3 separate regions of the Sus scrofa genome follow, and all the other regions are linked to region 3. A link is a contact called in public HiChIP or PLAC-seq data. All regions are on one chromosome and are shown on one strand. The core of a region is the stretch at or near the end of the contact, and the rest is flanking DNA. Distances in the headings are between cores, read along the strand shown. Region 1 overlaps COMMD1 (COMM domain-containing protein 1). Region 2 overlaps LOC106508312 (a long non-coding RNA gene). Region 3 overlaps B3GNT2 (N-acetyllactosaminide beta-1,3-N-acetylglucosaminyltransferase 2).

The links. HiChIP or PLAC-seq counts read pairs in DNA pulled down with a chosen protein or histone mark.
Region 1: an H3K27ac HiChIP or PLAC-seq map of alveolar macrophages shows a contact between it and region 3. The contact joins two enhancer-like sites. A contact is called at or near these places in 1 of 47 Hi-C or Micro-C datasets (heart right ventricle) and 1 of 2 datasets of contacts at active chromatin or transcription factors (alveolar macrophages).
Region 2: a contact with region 3 is called in an H3K27ac HiChIP or PLAC-seq map of alveolar macrophages. The contact joins two enhancer-like sites. A contact is called at or near these places in 1 of 47 Hi-C or Micro-C datasets (heart right ventricle) and 1 of 2 datasets of contacts at active chromatin or transcription factors (alveolar macrophages).

What each region holds. Positions count from the first base shown.
Region 1 is chr3:79,899,018-79,903,324 of Sscrofa11.1, reverse strand. The region is part of intron 1 of COMMD1 (COMM domain-containing protein 1); the gene reads left to right. Among named protein-coding and RNA genes, the nearest start is that of COMMD1, 13 kb to the left of the region's middle. Within about 2 kb of position 2,929, at least 2 of the 83 cell types and tissues checked have an H3K27ac peak or open chromatin away from gene starts, as enhancers often do. A contact at or near this core is called in alveolar macrophages, where this site is marked.
Region 2 is chr3:79,528,850-79,533,386 of Sscrofa11.1, reverse strand. The region is part of intron 1 of LOC106508312 (a long non-coding RNA gene); the gene reads left to right. Among named protein-coding and RNA genes, the nearest start is that of TMEM17, 120 kb to the right of the region's middle. Within about 2 kb of position 2,721, at least 8 of the 83 cell types and tissues checked have an H3K27ac peak or open chromatin away from gene starts, as enhancers often do. A contact at or near this core is called in alveolar macrophages, where this site is marked.
Region 3 is chr3:79,681,941-79,686,787 of Sscrofa11.1, reverse strand. All of the region lies in intron 1 of B3GNT2 (N-acetyllactosaminide beta-1,3-N-acetylglucosaminyltransferase 2), which reads left to right. Among named protein-coding and RNA genes, the nearest start is that of B3GNT2, 20 kb to the left of the region's middle. Within about 2 kb of position 2,752, at least 7 of the 83 cell types and tissues checked have an H3K27ac peak or open chromatin away from gene starts, as enhancers often do. A contact at or near this core is called in alveolar macrophages, where this site is marked.

The DNA of each region.
Region 1 (4,307 bases), core at 1,680-4,179, 220 kb before region 3:
TATGAAATAGGAGGGGGCACCCAGCGTGGGCACCACCCAGCTTCCCTAAGCAACTATATTATATTACCATGCTCTGTGGTTGGGATATAGCAGTAAACATCACAGCTATAGTCTCTGCCCTGTAGATCATATAATTACTGGAGAATATAGACAGTAAGCTAATGGTTAAAGGTATTTTAAAAAGGCAGTCACTGAATATACCAACTTAGCTAAATTAGAGGCAGTTTAGAGAAGTTCCTAGCCCACTCTACAGCATAAACAAAGAATAAAAAAGGGTAGGGGAAGTCCTACTTTTAGATATAGTGGTCTAAAAAGAAAATATAGAAATAGCACACAACTAATTTCCCCTAGTTGTCTGCCTCTCGTCTCAAGGTAGAGGCTTTTCATGAATATGGCTGACTAAAGTCATGTAATGTCTTTCCTGGATGAGGATTTGGCTGCTCTGGGACCTCATTTTAAGTTTTCTTTTCCTTTTCTTTTCTTTTCTTTTTTTTTCTTTCTTTCTTTTTGTCTTTTCTAGGGCCACACCCATGGCATTTGGAGGTTCCCAGGCTAGGGGTTGAATTGGAACTACAGCTGCCGACCTACACCACAGCTCATGGCAACGCCTGAGCCCCAACCCAGTGAGCAAGGCCAGGGATCGAACCCGAAACCTCAAGGTCCCTAGTCAGATTCGTTCCTGCTGCACCATAATGGGAATTCCTCATTTTAAGTTTCTTGACTATCTTTGGGACCATTTTAACTGTCAAAGCATCTCTTGACTAGACCAAGGTGTGCACTGTGGTAGCATCATCTTCTCATGGGGGGCTGCTTAACTGCCTCTTCTCAGATCTGGAAGCAGTTCTCAAGTAGCTCCTTAAGGAAGATTGTAGGAGAGGTAATTTTTTCTTTTTAAGTCATAAAAGATGTATTTATCTGGTCTCACACTTAATTGCTAGTTTGGCTGAGAAGGTATTTCTAGGTTGAGCCACAATTTGAATGCATTGTTTCATTAACTGTCACCTGTCTTTTATCTCTGGAAGCTTTTAGGAGTTTCTCTTAATCCTTTATTTCCTTGAATGTCATTGATGTATGATTTTCTTTCATTTTGTTATTTGGGCCACTCTGTGTCCTTTCAGTCTGGAGACTTGTGACCTTTAGTTCTGGGAAAATTGTATTACTACTTTATTTTCTTATCTCTTTTTTTTCTCTTTTTCTAGCACTGATTTTTTGAATGTTAGACCTTCTAGACTGAATCCTCAAATTTGATTTTCTCTATTTTCTCTTTCTTTGTTTTTTCTTCTACTGTTTGGTAGATTTCCTCAACCTGATCTCTAGACTTTGTGTTTTTTCTCTTTAGGGCTACTACACCTGTAGCGTATGGAAGTTCCCAGGCTTAGGGGTTGAATCAGGGTTGCAGCTGCCAGCCTGCACTACAGCCACAGCAACACTGGATCTGAGCCGCATATATTACCTATGCTGCAGCTTGCAGCAACGCTGGATCTTTAACCCACTGAGCAAGGCCGGAGATCGAACTCACATCCTCAAGGAGACTGTGTTGGGTTCTTGACCCACTAAGCCACATGGGAACTCCTAGTCTTTTAGTTGAATTTTTCACTAGATCATATTTTTAATTTCCAAGAGTTTTCTTTTGACATGGACAATATGCCAATACAGGAGAGGAAGAGGTTTTTCCTTGACTCTCTTGGGGTTTCTGGCCAAGTCTGAAATTTTTAAAAGTTTCATTGACTTATAGTTGATTTACGATGTGATAAATTCTGCTGTACAATAAAGCGGTTTTGTTATACATATGCACATATCCACTTTTCCCAGATTCTTTTCCCTTTTAGTTTATTACAGCTTATTGGGTAGAGTTCCCTGTGCTTTATAGCAGGTCCCCATTGACCACCCATTCCATATACAGTAGTGTGCATATGTGAATTCCAAACCCCCAATCCATTCCTCCCCCACCTGTCCCCTTTGATAACCTAAGTTTGTTTTTGAAGTCTGTATCTTTCTGTTTTGTAAATAAGTTCGTTTGTATCATTCTTAAGATTCTGCATATAAGTGATAGCATATGGTTTCTGTCTGTAAGTCTGAAATATAAACTGACAAAGACAAATTAACAGGAGAGAAGTGTACAAATTTGTACTTTTGTGTGACGCAGGAGCCTTCATAAGGAAAGGAAGACACAAAGAAACAGACCTGACTATTTTATCCCAGGTTTGATAAAGAGTGGACAGTTCATAAAGGATTATCATAGGTTAGAAGTATGAAGTAATTATAGTAAACAGAGGGAAATTTAGTAAGCCCTGTATGTAGGGTTCTTCTTGGCATTCCTTTGCTTTTGAATATAAGAATGGATGCTCTGTTCCTCTGGATATAGGGAGGGCACCTCTTATATGATGGTTTATGACTTGTTTTACAAATGAAAAGTGCATAAAACAGTTTCTTTTTGATACTTGAGTCAATTTAAGAACAGACATCATTTGTATACATTTTGTACAGCAACTATTAAGTAACAGGAAATTGGAAGTTCCCGTCGTGGCTCAGTGGTTAACGAATCTGACGAGGAACCATGAGGTTGTGGGTTTGAACCCTGTCCTCGATCAGTGGGTTAAGGATCTGGTGCTGCCGTGATCTGGCGTTGCTGTGGCTGTGGTGTAGGCCGGCGGCCACAACTCTGATTCAGCCCTGACCCTGGGAACCTCCATATGCCGTGGGTGCAGCCTTAGAAAAGACAAAAAAAAAAAAAAAAAAAGTAATAAGTTAACTTTAGTATAAAAATGAATGTAAACTATCTGGTCTTAAAATGTTTAGATCAGGAGACATGAATAGGAGAGACTGAAAACATTTAACTTTTTCTGTCATACTTTTAGAATTCCTTTATCTCCTGTCTTAACTATAAGCAGTAATTCTTTTTTTTCACTTTAGGTGGCAGTATAATATTGCCTTGCTAATAGACTGATAAAATGTGCTAGAAGCAAGTTGTAATGTTTAAAAAGTTCTTGCTCTTGAGTTGTTCTAGTTCAGAAAACAAAGTTGGCTACTCAACAATAAGAATTTCTTATCCAAAAAGAAGTCTAAATATTCAGTTTGATATTTTGAATTTAGAAATATGTTCTGGAAAATTTAAAGCTCTGTAGACAGATTCCTTTTGCTATAGCCCCCCAGTTTTTGTATTACTATATTTTGATCATTTTTGTAACTACATTTTTCTCATTTTTGAGAAATTTTAAAAATTTAAGTTTTTTTGTTTTTTTGTTTTTTTGTCTTTTTGCCATTTCTTGGGCCGTTCCTGCGGCATATGGAGGTTCCCAGGCTAGGGGTCTAATTGGAGCTGTTGCTGCCGGCCTACGCCAGAGCCACAGCAACTAGGGATCCGAGCCACGTCTGTAACCTACACCACAGCTCACAGCAACGCCGGATCCCTAACCCACTGAGAAAGGCCAGGGATCGAACCCAAAACCTCATGGTTCCTAGTCATATTCGTTAACAGCTGTGCCACGATGAGAACTCCTGTAGCTTATTTATTTTAGAAATAATAGTTTGTACTTCTTAACCCCCATCCCTATTCGTTACTTTTGGGAGTTTAGATGATAACTCATGAGATATATTTCTACTCCTCTGAAGGACTGGCAAACAATGTTACTATTTTATGTTACTGGACATATACATGATAAAGCAGCAAATACAGATTGCCAGTTAGAGTTTGTGGAATATTTTAATCGGCTTAAATGACCTGTAATAAGGTGTTTTGTAAGCTTTTTCTTTCTTTCTTAATCTGTATTAATTGAAGATTGATTTTTGGTTCTCCTTTTCTCAAAGCAACTATTCTAGGTCTGAAAACTTGACTTAGGTTGAAGAGTTCCTAGGAAGGAATATTTTAAAGAAAATTTCTATCTTTGATTTACCTATCAAATATAGTCAATCCTGCTTACAGCTGGTTTCTACAAATTCAAGGATACAGAGGGACAACTGTACTATGCCATTTCATATAAAAGATTTGACCATTCTTGATTTTGCTGTCTCTGTGGACACCAAGGCACAACTGTATTTACTGAGCCCCTAATATGCTATACCCTGCTTTGTACACAAAATGAATGTCATAGCCCATGTTGTAAAGAGTCCTGTATTATATGGTAAATGCCATAAGAAAGGTATAAATGATGTGTTCTGCTGGAATAGATCCTTATTTGGTAATCTTTTTAAACCACAGAAATATGAAAAGCCAGGGTTTTGTTTTGTTTTGTCCTAATGAAACATCTATATCTTTGACTCTGTCTTTTAAAGTTTTTTTTTTTTTTTTTTTTTTTTTTTTTTTGGCC
Region 2 (4,537 bases), core at 1,472-3,971, 150 kb after region 3:
CCCCTAAGCCCTCCCTCCGCCCCCCTACCCTGTCCATGTTTTTTCATGTACCTCCTTCCTGGCTGACATCAAAGCAAAGGAGAAGCACATTTACTCCTCTCCATTTTCTACTTGGGGAGATAAAGACCTTGAAAAGAACACAGATACAAGAGGAAGAACAACTGAACTTCCTCTCTGAGGTAAGTGTCTGCTGAATCCCTTGAGGCCGTGACTTCTCTTTTTAAATTTTATTTATTTATTTATTTATTTAGCTTTTTAGGGCTGCACCCATGGCATGTGGAGATTTCCAGGCTAGGGGTCTAATCAGAGCTGTAGCTGCCAGCCTATGCCAGAGCCACAGCAATGCCAGATCTGAGCTGCATCTCTGAGCTGCATCTGCGAGCTGCACCACAGCTCATGGCAATGCCAGATCCTTAACCCACTGAGCTAGGCCAGGGATGGAACCCGCAACCTCATGGTTCCTAGTTGGACTCATTTCCACTGTGCCACGATGTGAACTCCTGTTTACTATTCTTTTGTCTGTGATTTCTGATCCAGTAGTGATTGTGGCTCTTGGAGTCACTTCTGCTTTAGGGACCCAGAATGGTTTTCACTTCTATTCATGTGCACATTTCCGTGGGCTGCAGAAGTGTAACAGAATGTAATTTAAGAAATGTAACCAGGAGTTCCCATTGTGGCTCAGAGGAAATGAATCTAACTAGTAACCATGAGGATGCAGGTTCGATCCCTGACCTCGCTCAGTGGGTTAAGGATCCGGTGTTGCCAGAGCTGTGGTGTAGCTCACAGACATGGCTCAGATCTGGTGTTGCAGTGGCTGTGGCTGGCACCTACAGCTCTGATTTGACTGTTTGCCTGGGAACTTCCCTATGCCAAAGGTGCGGGCCTAAAAAAACAAAAAGAGAAAGAAATGTAACCCAGGAAGAGAGCTAGAGCTTGGGGGCTCCATGGTGTGTTTATTTCCAGCAGTTAAGACTAAGGGTTGGATATAGGGGTGGTCTGGGTTGGGAGACATTTGGTAGTTAAAACATGAGTATAAAGGAGCTTGCTTGGAGTTCCAGTTGTGGCTCAGCGGTAATGAACCCGACTAGTATCTAACAGGATGTGGGTTCGATTCCTGGCCTTGCTTGGTGAGTGAGGATCCGGCGTTGCTGTGAGCTGTGGTGTAGGTTGCAGCTGTGGCTCGGATCTGGTGTTACTGTGGCTGCACTGTAGGCCGGCAGCTGTAGCTCCAGTTCAATCCCTAGCCTGAGAACGACCACATGCCATGGGTGTGGCCCTAAAAAGCAAAAAAAAGCAAAGAAAAGAGCTTGCTTGCTGAGAATGCAACCCTGAAAATTTGTGGGTAGAAGAGGAAGAGAAGACCATTGAGGAGGGAGCGGAATGAGAAGAACTGGGAGAGCGAAGGATATGAGAGAAACCATCGGCCAAGGGAGTTATGGATGGAGAGAAAAAGTTTCACACATGAGCGGACAGATTAGGGAGGTGACAGCTGAACATGTGGGTGGTTTTTAGCAGGAGTAGGAGCTAGCTAATGGTCTTGGAAAGAGCGGATCAGTGGAGCAGAGGAGGCAGAAGCCGTTTTGAGCAGGATGAGGAGTGAGTGAGCTGAGGGAGTGGCTCAGGTAAATACAGCTAAACAGAATCACCCAAGATTTGAAACTGGTTAAGGCAGAGACTTCTGTCAGCCCTTATCATGGGCAGGGGTGTAAGAGGCAGCTGGAAGGCCGTGCTCAAAGGACCACTTTGCTGTTTGTTCATATCTACTTTCACTGAATGAGTAAAATCATATTTTTAATAACTGAGGGACATCTATAGAGATAGAAACTTTGGGTTGGGGAAGGTGCCGCGAAGTGAGTAAAAGCCATCTGCCCAAATTAGAACTATGAGAAGAAAAAGCCTTGCCAGGCACCGTGACACACTGAAGCCAATAAGGAATCGAAGGGAAGGGGTGATGAGGGAGTTGCAAGTAATCCAGCATCAGGGCGGGGGATACTGTGGTTTCTGCTGCCTTGTGTCTGAGACACTCTGAATAATTAGCACTCTGACTCTTAGATGTATTAGAGAGCAGCCAGGAGATGGACAACCTGCAACAGACAATTCTAGAACTTTGATTCAGAACACAGAGAACATAGGGTTTGAAGTATTACTTGATTTCAAGTAAATTGATTGACTTGTAACAAATAATTTTATAATATTTCTGATATTTTAACAAATAATTGTTTCTGCTGTGCCATGATGGGAACTCCTAATTGTATTGGTTTTAACAAATAATGTGTTAACATTATTTGTGTTTTAATAAATAATTTTATAATCTTTCTGATATTAAAAAAGTGAGTACAAAAAAAATGGGGGGGGGGAGTTCCCTTCATGGCTCAGCAGTTAATGAACCTGACTAGGATCCATTAGGATGCGGTTCAATCCCTGGCCTCATTCAGCCAACTAAGGATCTGTTGTTGCTGTGAGCTGTGGTATAGGTCGCAGATGAGGCTCAGATCCCATGTTGCTGAGGCTCTCTCATTCAGGCTGGCAGCTACAGCTCTGATTAGACCTCTACCCTGGGAACCTCCATACGCCATGGGTGTGGCCCTAAAAAGCGGGGGGGAAAAAAAAGTGATTACAAACAATATTTTCTAAGAAGTTCCCTTAGGCCACTGGCAGGGGCTGACCTCAGATTCTTGATGTGTTTCTCTGTGTTCACCCAAGGCCTACCCCCTGCTTCTGACTGTTACTATGACAACTTGTCTAGTTGTTCTGTCTCTTGGAGACACTGGCTGCATGTCATCCCCAGCCCTTTGGCAGAGCCCAGTATGCAGGTCCTCTGGGTCACGTTCCTGGCCTGCCTTCAGGTTTAGATAACCCGAAAGTTCCCGTTGTGGCTCAGTGGCTTAAGAACCCAACTAGTTTCCATGAGGATGTGGGTTTGAGCCCTGGCCTCGCTCAGTGGGTTAAGGATCCAGCATTGCTGCAAGCTGTGGCACAGGTTGCAGATGCAACTTGGATTTGGTGTTGCTGTGGCTGGAGCTCTGAATTTTACCCCTAGGCTGGAAACTTCTATATGCCATGGATGTGGCCCTAAAAAGAAAAGAGAAAGAGAGAAAGAAAGAAAAAGAAAGAGAAAGGGAAAGAAAAAGAAAGAAAAAAGAAAAGAAAGGAGGAAGAAAAAGAGAAAAAAAAGAAAGGAACAGGTTTAGATAACCCTGTTCCTGCTGCACACTTTCCTGCTGCTGCTCCCAGGCTTGTCTCTGCTCCTACTGTTGCTGAGCTGGTGCCTCCTATCAGGACACCTGTTGTGCAGACTAAAAGACGGAATATGAAGGCCAGCACAAACTTTCAGTAAGGAAGGCTGAAAGCCCATAAATTTTGGGGGGATGTGCTCAGCCTTACAAAACCTCAGTTGACTGCATGCTGTATCCACAGAAACCTCCACCACTTCCCTTAAAATACAGGAAGAGAAGTAATAAAAGAAAAATTTCCTGTTGAACATTTGTTGACAACCAGATATAAGAAGAGGAACAATGAAATATAAAAGGATGATGGGTTTTATGCTCACTAATGCCCTTCCTGTTAAAAAGTCCAGCTTGGAGGATGGAGTGGGGGACTTGGTCACATAGCTGTGGGCACAGGACAGTCATATAGTCAGGTCTCTTGCTTGGGGGGTCCCGAAGAATAGAGCCAGCCTCTGGATTGATTTCTGGGAGCGTTAGCTTCTTGGATGTCACAATAAACAAAAGTTGGACTTTCTCAAAAATTGAAAGGCATCATTTTGCTGAACTTAAGGCCATGTGGCTTCTTTGGGGACTGGGCATGACTATGGAAAGCCTTGAATACCTTTAGTGGCATTTGCCATTAGGGAGTTTTCTGCCACAATGGCTGTGAACAGGACCTCAGTTGGGAAAGGGCCTCCCAGTAGCCAGATACCTTGTGTCGACTGTCACAGCATCTCCCCAGATTCTACCTTCTGCATCCTGGATCCACCACTGCCTAGGACCTGAAGTTGAGTTCCACCCTGAATGCCTATAAAGAAAGCTTTTAGGAAAATAATGTGAAACAATGATTTTATTGCTTTTGTTTAAAATAACATATATCTGGTATAAAAATGTAAGTAATACAGAAAAGCACAACCAAAAAAGTAAAAAAAAAAAAAAACCCAACTCACTGAGTCCTACTGCCCAGAGACAACCATTTCCAACATTTATAAAACATCATTAACGACCTGTATGTATGTGGATAAATAGAACTGAAGAATTTTTTAAAACTAGGATTATACTCTGCACACCGTTATATTTTATTTATTTATTTATTTATTTAATTTTAAGGCCACACCTGCGGCAGATGGAAGTTCCCAGGCTAGGGATTGAATCAGAGCTACAGCTGCCTGCCTATGACCTACACCTCAGCTCACGATAGCACAGCAGATGACCTACACCGCATCTCACAGCAACAGCGGGATCCTTAACCCACTGAGCAAGGCCAGGGATTCAACCTGCATCCTCATGGATACTAGTTGGGTTCATTACTGCTGAGCCACAATGGGCAC
Region 3 (4,847 bases), core at 1,503-4,002:
ACCTGATTAATCTCTGTGAGGTTGTGTGTTCGATCCCTGGCCTTGCTCAGTGGGTTAAGGATCCGGTGTTGCTATGGCTGCGGTGCAGCTGTAGCTGCGGTTGCACCCCTAGCTTGGGAACTTCCATAGGCCATGGGTGCGGCCCTAAAAAAAAGTGTGTTTGTAATTTTTCCAAAGGAAATAATAAGGCAGTGGAAAAGGAAGCATATGTGGTTGGTTGTCAGGTTGGTTTTTTTTTTTTTTTTTTTTTTTTTTAATTATAACGAAAATCAGTACCAATTCATAGGTTAGTGATTGGTCAGCCAGGCCAAATACCTGTACTGTCAGAGGGTGCATTAGACATCTGACCACAGAAGAGGAATCGCTGAGACCACGGTCTCTCCCCCCTGTGAACCCAATCAGCTTTATCAAATCTATGGGCACAAAAGCCAACTGTATTTGTAATCAACACAGACATCCAATTTGGACTTCTTCATTTTCCCCTTATTTCCTGTACCTGTGTGACTTAGTTGTGTATGTGTGTTTCAATAGAGGGGCTGTGAAAGGAAACATGTTCCTACAGTCTCTCCAGCAGCAGCATTTGTTAAGTTAGGTGTGGACACAATGAACCCTTACCCAGAGAGGCTTGGGGCCCAAGAGCACTTGTCCATTCTCTCCAGCAGCCTCATCCCATCTGCCCACAAACTGTCTGTGTGGGTCTCTGCATGCTGACACCCTGGGCACCCAGCCCAGCTCTGGGCTGCCCTGCTTCTCCCCAAAGCTCTGATACCTACCATGTTTCAAGCCCCACTCAGGTCCTGCCTCGTCCTCTGCTGTCAACTAATGGACCATTGTCTATTTATTGCTTATCAATTGCTTATCAATTCACTGTACAGCACCCGTGCTTTATACACTTTCCCTCTAACTTTAGATTTAGATAGCACTGTTTATGGTTGGGGATGAGTTCAGATTGGTGATGCAGAGATCTCTCACTTGTGCCAGTTTTCAGCTGTTGCTTGTCAGCTCCAAATTTATCCTTTGTTGCCTGATCTGTGAAAATGGAGCAGGGCCTTCAGATATTTTTTCCTTTGCCTTCTCTACTTTGAGGGCCCTGAAGAGGCTGTTGCAGGATTTTCCTTCCTGGTTCCAGGAGTCTAGAACCTACACTTCTGGGCACCTGCAGGCCATAGCGTTCTCCAGCTTTTGGCTGCTGTGCATTCTGTCCAGCTCTGGCAGCTGAGGAAGAAAGGGGAGCCTGGGCCCAGCCCAGGTTGCTACTTCTCTTCAGCCCTACATGTATGCACACTGGGAGCCCTGTGATTCTGGCCATCTAGTGAGCTGGCCACCTATCTTTGTGCTTAGTATGGCCCATTTTGTCCAGGCCGTGCAATGAGGTATTAAGTTCCTGCAGAGGGAGGCTTCTCCAGGTCCTGGTTCCAGCGGCCCCCTGATACCCTAGGTATATGACTCCCTCTGCGCCCTTCCAGCTGTGTCCCAGTTTTGTTTCCCTGTCACCCTCCTGATGGGTACTCTGTTCCAGACTTTGTGCCAGTACCCTAGAAGGTGGTTCCTGCTTTCCCAGTGACTGGACCATCTCTAGCCTGGGCACCCAGGAACTTTTCTGCCATCTATACCTTCTTCAACAAGCTCCCAATCTTTCACATTTATCCTTTTGGGGGTACTTTTTATCTGGCACAGGGTACGCTTTAAGGTTCTAGTCTATCTTTATAGTTACTCAATTACCATATTTTTGAACTTCCCATGCTTAAGTTATCGTGTGGTTTTTGCCTCCTGGTTGGACCCAGACTGAAATACATCCCATGTACCCCAACTAAGCAAAACAGAAGGATGAATCAGAGAGAAATCTAGGGATTTTTCTGAGGGCTTGTTGAGAGCCTGCCAGCCAGACTTTGTACCCAGGTTCTGGGGCTTGGAGTGGAAACTCTTACTGAGCCATATCCATGCATGGGCTCTTAACAAGGGCTTCCAAAACACATTCAGCTCCATTGCAACATTTCTTTTCTAGGATGGTTTTCCACCTAGGTAAGTAGATGTCCCCGAGTTTTCAGTCTGTCCCACGGGCCTTCCTTCCTTCAGACATGGTCACCCTGTCCCTCTACTGTTGTGGGTCCTCCCATCGCCAGGAGGGAGGTGTGGCAGCTCCTCTGTCTGGGGATGCGATGGCGGGGAGTGCTGCCAGAGGAGCACTGGAAGCTCTGCAGAATCCCACGCACCTGCCTTCCCACACAGCTGGGGCTGGGTGGGGCTTTTCACTCCAGTTTGCCATTTCAAATCTTGCCCTAACCCACCCAGGTGTAGACAGACTCATCACTTCTGTTATTCTTACCTTCCCTAACTTTAGAAAATCCTGCTGTTATACTTGCATATTCAAAAAGGTGAGACAGATTTCTTTTAATACGTGTCACTGACCAGCACACATATAAGTGATTTTCCAGTGTCATCGCTTTAGAGAAAGAGCATGTTTATTTAATTAATCTAGTTGCTGCTGAACATCTGTATTCAGTGAACTTGACCATATGACCAAAATATGTTTGTTCAGCCAATGCTGACTGACTCTCAAATGCCACGTGCAGAGGTCATGGTGGTAGACACAGTGCGAGACCTCCATCACAGAGGATGCCCTAACTCCTGGGAGGAGAGCTTCAGAAGTGACCCTGGACCTAATTGAGGAGGAGGAGCTCTTCAGGAAGGCAGAGCAGACAGAGGGCACTTGCAGATGACAGAGGAGCTGGGGCTTTCCGCAAGAGGGAAATGTGTTTGCTGTGGTTGGAGGTTAAAGTGTATCTGCTGCGGAGTTGGAGGATGTTGGCAGGGGGTGGTGTGAGGGGAAGCACAAGCATCCTAAAGGGCCCTGGCCAGGACCAGAAGGGCATGTGAGTGGAGGCTGGAGGAATGAGGCTGGTGGTCAGGCTGGGGCATATCCTTGGGCAGGAGATCTCATCCAAGGGGCCTCATCTCATCTTGTCCATGAGGCCCTGAGCTCCGGGAGTGGAGAAGAGAGGAGTTGTAGAAGATAGCACGGCTGCAGTTAGGCTGTGAGGGAGCCGAGGTGTGCTGGTGACCAAACGGGGGAGCAGCATGAGCGAGGGATGTGGGTACAGGGGCTGAGAGTGGGTAGCGGAGCTGCGGGAACGAAGGGGTTGGGCTCCCGTGGCAGCCAAAGGCAGAGTGTGAATGGGAGAGGGGAGAGGAGAGGAGGAGGTGCAGGTGAGGCGTGGAAGTGGGGACTTTCGACTCCTGGGGGAAGAAGCAGCTCAAGGTCCTGCTACAAGGGCAAGTGGAAGGAGCGATCCATTGCAGATGAGGGGCCCAGGAAGAGAGACTCCACAAGGTTTAGAGCTAATATCTGGAGTTAACTGCATCCACTTGTAATCCTCCTTTCGGAGGTAATGGTTTAAGGTGGTGGGTAGATGGATTTCTAGAGTGAGAATATTTATAAAAGAGGCAAGAACACTAAAACTTGAGAAATGTGCTTTGCGTTTGTTGTGGGAATCAGAAGCCATGAAGGAAAACTCTTGAATGCTCATTGCATGGTAGTTAACACACTGGTGTGGCAGGTTATGTCATCCCCATCTGACAGATAAGGAAACTGAGACTCAGAGATGTCAAGTAACTTGCATAAGGTCACACAGCTAGTAATAGGTAGCATAATCAGACTTTAACTTTGACTCTAGATACCAGACTCTGACTTTCCAAAGTGAAAAATGATCTGGGACATTCTCTTCCTCAAACATCTACCAGCCTTGTTTTATAATGACACAGTCTTATACCCTGAAGATCTCTAACTCTTGCCAGTTTTACTAAAGGCAGGGGCAAGATGGCCTCTGAGAAGGCTGATTCCCGTTTACTAAATTTTCTTCCTCTTTTTCTCTAAGTTCTGTCTGTGTTTATCTGAGGATTGGACTTGGTGATTGATTTTATTTTAAATGATAAGAACCATTTGAGAAAGATCAATCACACTAGGCTTGGGGACCTATGTAATCCATGGAGACCAGAAGGTGCCTCAGACACTTTGGTGTGTATATAATGTTGCCTGTGGCAACATGTAGGTAAACAGATTGACCACATGTCCTTTTTCCTTTACATTTTGAACATGAAGGGAATTATTACTGACTACAAACTCAATTCCTTGAATTTAGCTGGTAGATGTTCTATGACTTAGAGACCAGAACGCAGTCAGACACGTTCTCTATCTGTGCCGGGTGTTTGGGGAGGCCTGGGGCTCTTGGGCCCTGGTTAAGAACCCAGGCCAGGCTTCTTGCTCCTGTGAAGGAACAGGCTCTAGGGCTGGCCCAGCTCTTCTGGTCCCCACCGAGCAGCTGCACTCACACTCTGATCGCCGCACTGTCTGCCCTGAGTGCCAGGAGGTAGGTTCTCTCCCCCGGAACCGCTTAGCTGCAAGCTGTCCCTGTCTCTTTATCTGAGCAGAACCTGGAAAGGCCTGGCAAGGACCAGGCAACAGATGTGAGCAGCCTGGGAGGGAGGTAAGGATTTAGGAAAGCCACTCTGGCCAGGCTTCTAGAGTGAGGGCAGGGGAGGTTGTGCAGGCAGGATGACGTACAGGTCCTCTGCCCCCTGATATGGCAGGGGGCCAGGGCTCTTTGTCTCTTGGAGGATTCGTGTGTCCCGTTTGCACAGGAGAGTGAGCAGGAAGCAGATTACCCTGGACGTGAAGTGGAGGAGGCTGCTAGCTGAGGAGGCTGCTAGCTAAGGAGCTTGGATTTCCAGCCTCCAAGCCTCAGCCTGACTGGATGGAGTGGCTGGTCAGTTCATTTCATGAGAAGGGCTCGCCTTTCTTTTTCTGTCTGCCTGCCTGCCTCCCTCCTTTCTTTTCTTTCTTTTACACG